Regions from separate parts of the Mus musculus genome. Here region 1 is linked to region 2. Evidence: chromatin contacts called from public HiChIP or PLAC-seq data. All regions are on one chromosome and are shown on one strand. The core of a region is the stretch at or near the end of the contact, and the rest is flanking DNA. Distances in the headings are between cores, read along the strand shown. Region 1 overlaps Fzd6 (frizzled class receptor 6). Region 2 overlaps Atp6v1c1 (ATPase, H+ transporting, lysosomal V1 subunit C1).

Evidence for each region. HiChIP or PLAC-seq counts read pairs in DNA pulled down with a chosen protein or histone mark.
Region 1: a contact with region 2 is called in an H3K27ac HiChIP or PLAC-seq map of extraembryonic endoderm stem cells, with 5 times the contacts expected there. The contact joins two enhancer-like sites. A contact is called at or near these places in 1 of 39 promoter capture datasets (cranial neural crest), 1 of 15 datasets of contacts at CTCF or cohesin (the NIH/3T3 cell line), 2 of 484 Hi-C or Micro-C datasets (long-term hematopoietic stem cells and uterus), 4 of 115 datasets of contacts at active chromatin or transcription factors (embryonic limb bud, embryonic midbrain, extraembryonic endoderm stem cells and 1 more) and 1 of 9 other capture datasets (adipose tissue).

Annotation. Positions count from the first base shown.
Region 1 is chr15:39,030,779-39,033,494 of GRCm38.p6, forward strand. Fzd6 (frizzled class receptor 6) reads left to right here. Exons shown (of 7, transcript NM_001162494.1): 4 at 37-1,054. Among named protein-coding and RNA genes, the nearest start is that of Gm7194, 10 kb to the right of the region's middle. Within about 2 kb of position 1,438, at least 6 of the 459 cell types and tissues checked have an H3K27ac peak or open chromatin away from gene starts, as enhancers often do. A contact at or near this core is called in extraembryonic endoderm stem cells, where this site is marked.
Region 2 is chr15:38,685,348-38,688,047 of GRCm38.p6, forward strand. Atp6v1c1 (ATPase, H+ transporting, lysosomal V1 subunit C1) reads left to right here. Exons shown (of 13, transcript NM_025494.3): 9 at 1,457-1,549; 10 at 1,669-1,762. Among named protein-coding and RNA genes, the nearest start is that of Atp6v1c1, 25 kb to the left of the region's middle. Within about 2 kb of position 1,309, at least 4 of the 459 cell types and tissues checked have an H3K27ac peak or open chromatin away from gene starts, as enhancers often do. A contact at or near this core is called in extraembryonic endoderm stem cells, where this site is marked.

The sequences.
Region 1 (2,716 bases), core at 188-2,687, 350 kb after region 2:
TGATGACGTGACATTGAATTTTTGTAAACTTTACAGATTGCCACACTGTGATGACACTGTTCCTGTAACTTCTCATCCACACACAGAGCTTTCTGGGCCACAGAAGAAATCAGATCAAGTCCCAAGAGACATTGGATTTTGGTGTCCAAAGCACCTTAGGACTTCCGGGGACCAAGGCTATAGGTTTCTGGGAATTGAACAGTGTGCCCCTCCGTGCCCCAATATGTATTTTAAAAGTGATGAACTAGACTTTGCCAAAAGTTTCATAGGAATAGTTTCAATATTTTGTCTTTGTGCAACTCTGTTCACGTTCCTTACATTTTTAATTGACGTTAGACGATTCAGATACCCAGAGAGACCAATTATCTATTACTCTGTCTGCTACAGCATTGTCTCTCTCATGTACTTCGTGGGGTTTTTGCTGGGCAATAGCACGGCTTGTAATAAGGCAGACGAGAAGCTGGAGCTCGGGGACACCGTTGTCCTAGGGTCAAAGAATAAGGCTTGCAGTGTGGTATTTATGTTTCTGTATTTTTTTACAATGGCTGGCACCGTGTGGTGGGTGATTCTCACCATTACGTGGTTCTTAGCTGCCGGGAGAAAATGGAGTTGCGAAGCTATTGAACAAAAAGCAGTGTGGTTCCATGCCGTTGCCTGGGGGGCGCCCGGGTTCCTGACCGTCATGCTGCTCGCTATGAATAAGGTTGAAGGAGACAACATTAGCGGCGTTTGCTTCGTTGGCCTGTATGACCTGGACGCCTCTCGCTACTTCGTCCTTCTGCCTCTGTGCCTCTGCGTATTTGTTGGGCTGTCTCTCCTCTTAGCCGGCATCATCTCCTTGAATCATGTCCGACAAGTCATACAGCATGATGGCCGGAACCAAGAGAAGCTAAAGAAATTCATGATTCGCATCGGAGTCTTCAGTGGCCTGTATCTTGTGCCCTTAGTGACACTTCTCGGTTGCTATGTCTATGAGCTAGTGAACAGGATCACCTGGGAGATGACATGGTTCTCTGATCATTGTCACCAGTACCGCATCCCGTGCCCTTACCAGGTAGGTGCTAGCATTGGAATATGCCACTCTTTACCTTCATGTTCCTAGAAGTGCACTTGTCATGGTCATAAAAGTAGACTTTAGTTAAGGAGAGCTATCAGACACAGGGAGTAAGCCCCGGTGTCGTAGCCAGGCTGGGGACTGGCCCAGGAGTGCTTTCTTCAAGCAGTAGCTCTGTTACAATACAGCAAGTCTCCTGTAAATATTTCAAACATTAAAGTGAAAACAACAATTAAGTCGGTGTATGAAAAGCAGACTATGAAGAATAGGCCTCATCATAAGAAAAGAAAAAGTATCTACTGAATTGGAGAGGGTTTTTTTTTCCCCACCTCTTTGGTTAGTAGGAAACCCCTATGTTTGGGCTTAACCTTTTGTGCAGTGTGTGTATCTAAAAATAGACTTTGCCTTTTGCCCAGCCCATCCTGCCATTCTTAACTGAGAAGAACACACAATAGAAAGTACGTTCCCTGTGTCTGAGGCTGAGGATTACTATAAGGGGCTGCGTTTTTAGATTAAAAATTGTAAATTCCTGAAAATATATAATTTGTTACAGAATTTCATTGAATTTTTAAATGAAAGTTTGGGGATTAAAAAAAATACATTTTAGCAGTATGCATTGTGCCTATATACTTAGGAGGCCAAGGGAGAGGATTGTTGAGTTTAAAGTCAGCCTGGGAATGTAGCAAGACTCGGTCTCAAGTAAATTAATTAATTAAAGTAAACAGATTTTATCTGGCTGGAGATGCAGCTGAGTGGCAGAACAGTAGCATGGCACGGTGCACACCTGACAGCTTTCCTTTCTGCACCCTCTCCCTCTGCCTACCCTCCCTCCCTCCCTCCATCTCTCCCTCCCTCCCTCCCTCCCTCTCCCTCTGCCTACCCTCCCTCTCCCTCTACCTTCCCTCCCTCCCTCCCTCCCTCTCCCTCTGCCTACCCTCCCTCCCTCCCTCCCTCTCCCTCTCCCTACCCTCCCTCTCCCTCTGCCTACCCTCTCTCCCTATTTCTTTTTTTTAGCTCCTCCTGAAGAATCAATTTAAGTGATATAGAGATGAACACTGCAACATTATTAGCAGTTGGAATTACATGGGAACTAACCTAAATATGTTTAAATAGGGGCTAGTTGAGTAAGTTAGAACTCACAAAGAAACAAACCTTCAAGCAAAGCTTGCTCTGTGCTGGTGTGGGTGGGGTTCCCAGGGGTAGTAGTTACAAAAAGCTGTGCAATATGTGTAATACTTTTACATTTGAACACTTACAATAATGTTTGAAAATATTGTTATTTAATAAATATATTAAGACTAGCATGCTTTAAACAAAAGTGTGACTTTACTTTTTATCAAATTTGTATACTTTTACATCTTACTAATACTTGTTTTGTGGTAGCCAATCAAAATTTAATATAATGTGCATTAATGCAGAAAGATTATAAAATATGAGTTTAACTGTTTTTATGTTTTAATTTTTACTTTTTGTGCATGTAAGTGTTTGCAAGCATGTGTGTATATACATCACGTGTAAGCTTTGTACCACAAAGCACAGACAGTTCTTCTAAACTGGAGTTATAGACAGCTGTGATCCACGGTGTAGGTTCTAGGAACTGAACGTGGATTCTCTGCAAGAGCAGCAACTGCTCTTAACTGCCGAGCCATTTTTGTAGCCCCT
Region 2 (2,700 bases), core at 59-2,558:
CAGTTTCTCATGTAGCCCAGGCTGGCCTGAACTCATACTTTGCCTGTCTCTATCTCTCAAGGGCTGTATGTTCCACCAGGCCAAGCTTGACATATGTGTAGCCAGGTCTGGCTTGGGGCTCATGATCCTTTCAACTCTGCCTCCCAAGGGCTGAGTAATACCATCTTAGCTAGATAGTGCATACGTGGGTATCATCTTACCTAGATTTTGGATTCCTTTTGAGAAAGATTCTCTTTCTGTAGTGCAGGCTAGCTTAGAATTCACTCTGTGGCCCGGGCTGGCCTTGTACTCCTAATGATCTTCATGGCTCAGATTCCCAAGTGTTGGGATCACAGGTGTGATCCATCACATCCAGGTTTATTTGTTTTCAACTAATATTCTTAAATTTGAAAGATTCTTTTAGGAGTGTTTGTGTGTGTGTGTGTGTGTGTGTGTGTGTGTGTGTGTGTGTGTGTGTGTGTACATGTGTACCATGTGCATGCCTGGTGCCCAGGGATGTCAAAGAAGGCATTGGCTCCCCTGAAACTGTAGTTATGAATCTGAGACCTCAACCTCAACCTGCTCTTAACTGCTGAGCCATCTCTCCAGCTCTCATTAAAACCCTTCCTGTGGCTCACTGTCCACCTGAGTTTGAAAGGCACTAGGAAAAGAACTAGGCGATCATTTCATAGGGTGGCTTAGGGAAGGAGGTGTCAGTGTTCTGAATCAGGAGCACTTCACTGATGATGGCGGTGAGGCCCTCCCTGTCCTGTGCTGTGGAGGTGGCCTCAAGTGACTGACCAGCTGATTGGTCAAGAGCCAGGGCAGATTTAGTTCTTAAAGCCAGCCTTTAGGTGAGCTCTGTAGTTAGCACCTGAATTTACTGGACGGATGAGGAGTTCACTAGGCTTCTGGGGAAAATGAAACTTAAAATACTTTGTCTAATTTTAATTTATTTAATTAAAAAGAAAGCATTTAAATTCCTCAAGAACCCTTTCAGTTTCATCAGTCTTGCTTCTGTTTTAGAATCACCATATTATAAATAAATACTATGGGCTGGAGAGGTGGCTCAGTGGTTAGGAGAGTACCTGGGTTCTGTTACCGAGCTGGCAAGTTCTGATTGGGGGTGTGGTGGGTGGGGAGACAGGAGTTGATAGCAGTCCAGAGTGGTTGAGGCAGACCCTGGTGAGCTGGCTGGATTAGACTGGAAAGAGGAAGAATAGTTCATGAGACAAGAAGAGACAGTTTGACCAAGCAGACTGGTGCTAGAAGTTGAACTGCACGCTCCAGAGTGTGAGCAGATAACTTTGTTAGCTAGGAGGTGTGGTAGAGGGTGTGAAGGCCTGTCTGTCAGGAGTGCCCATTGTCTTTCCCGTTGGAGGTGGTGCAGATGAAGTGAGGTGAGGGTCCCTTCTCATCCTGTTTCTCAATTCTGCTGTTTAAGTATAGAGCTTAAAATGACTTTTTCCCCCTTTAGTGTTCTTTCAGAGGACCAAGACAGTTATCTTTGTAACGTCACCTTGTTTAGAAAAGCAGTTGATGATTTCAGACACAAAGCCAGAGAAAACAAGTAAGTCTATCTGTCTAATCTGTCTCATGTATATACAGAGATGTATATTTTTTTTTTTTTAAATGTGTTGGCTTGGCTATATGTGGTGTAGACAAATTTGGATTTTCCTCCATATTTAGGTTCATAGTTCGTGACTTCCAGTATAACGAGGAGGAGATGAAAGCAGATAAAGAAGAAATGACCAGGCTGTCTACTGACAAGAAGAAGCAGTTTGTACGTGTCCTTCCTTAGTGTTGTCAGTGTGCAGCAGAGGATGAAGCAGTGCTGCTGTCTCTGACTAGGGTTTGAGGTCCTTTACTATCCTCCTCTTTTGAGACAGTTTCATCCCATGGTCAGGTGGAATGCACTGTGTGGCCCAGGGCCGTCTGGAGCTCGGGGACTCTCTTGCCTCAGCTTTAGAGTGTAGGGATTATAGGCAGCCAGCAAGTGCCAGGTCCCTCTGTCAGCACTCCCACAGCTGGGCTGTGTGTCCATGCCTGCCTCAGCCCCTTTACACCTCAGGTCCCACCTCTGAGCCGCAGCCTCCTTTTGTAGTCTCTTCATTGGATTTTTTTTAGAGCTTATTTTGCTTTTGATTCTTGGAAAATGGAAAAATACATTCTGGGGATACTGAAAGGGGAGGAAAATATGAAAATGTAGTTTATAATTTGGTGCTTGAAAAATGTAAATGTTGGGACTGAAGATGTAGTTCAGTAGAGTGCTTACTTAACGTGCACAAAGCCACAGTGCCACAGTGCCAAACACTGGCTGTGGGGGCACACCCTGTAATCCCAGCACTGGGGGAAGAGCAGAGGGTAAGGGAGTTCTAGGTTATCCTTGGTTACATGAGAGCTTGTCTCAAAGGTAATGAAGATGTACAATTAAATATGTGTCCATCCCCAGCAGCTCAGGGTTGTGTATAAGAAGGAGATGCCTGTGGCAGCTCCTCCCAGGCCAGCCCAGGCTTTCCTCAGACACCAGGGAACCCTTGACCCTGCACAGCTGCACAACCACTTACCCCACTGACTGCTCTGCTTCCTAGCAGGCAGATGTCACATGCTGTGTGCCTGGAAGCTCAAAGAGCAGACATTTCCATCAGAGCTTATTGTATCCTCTTGGCCTAAACATAGTTGTTTGGTACATCCAAATGATCCTAAGTTAGGTGTTAAGTC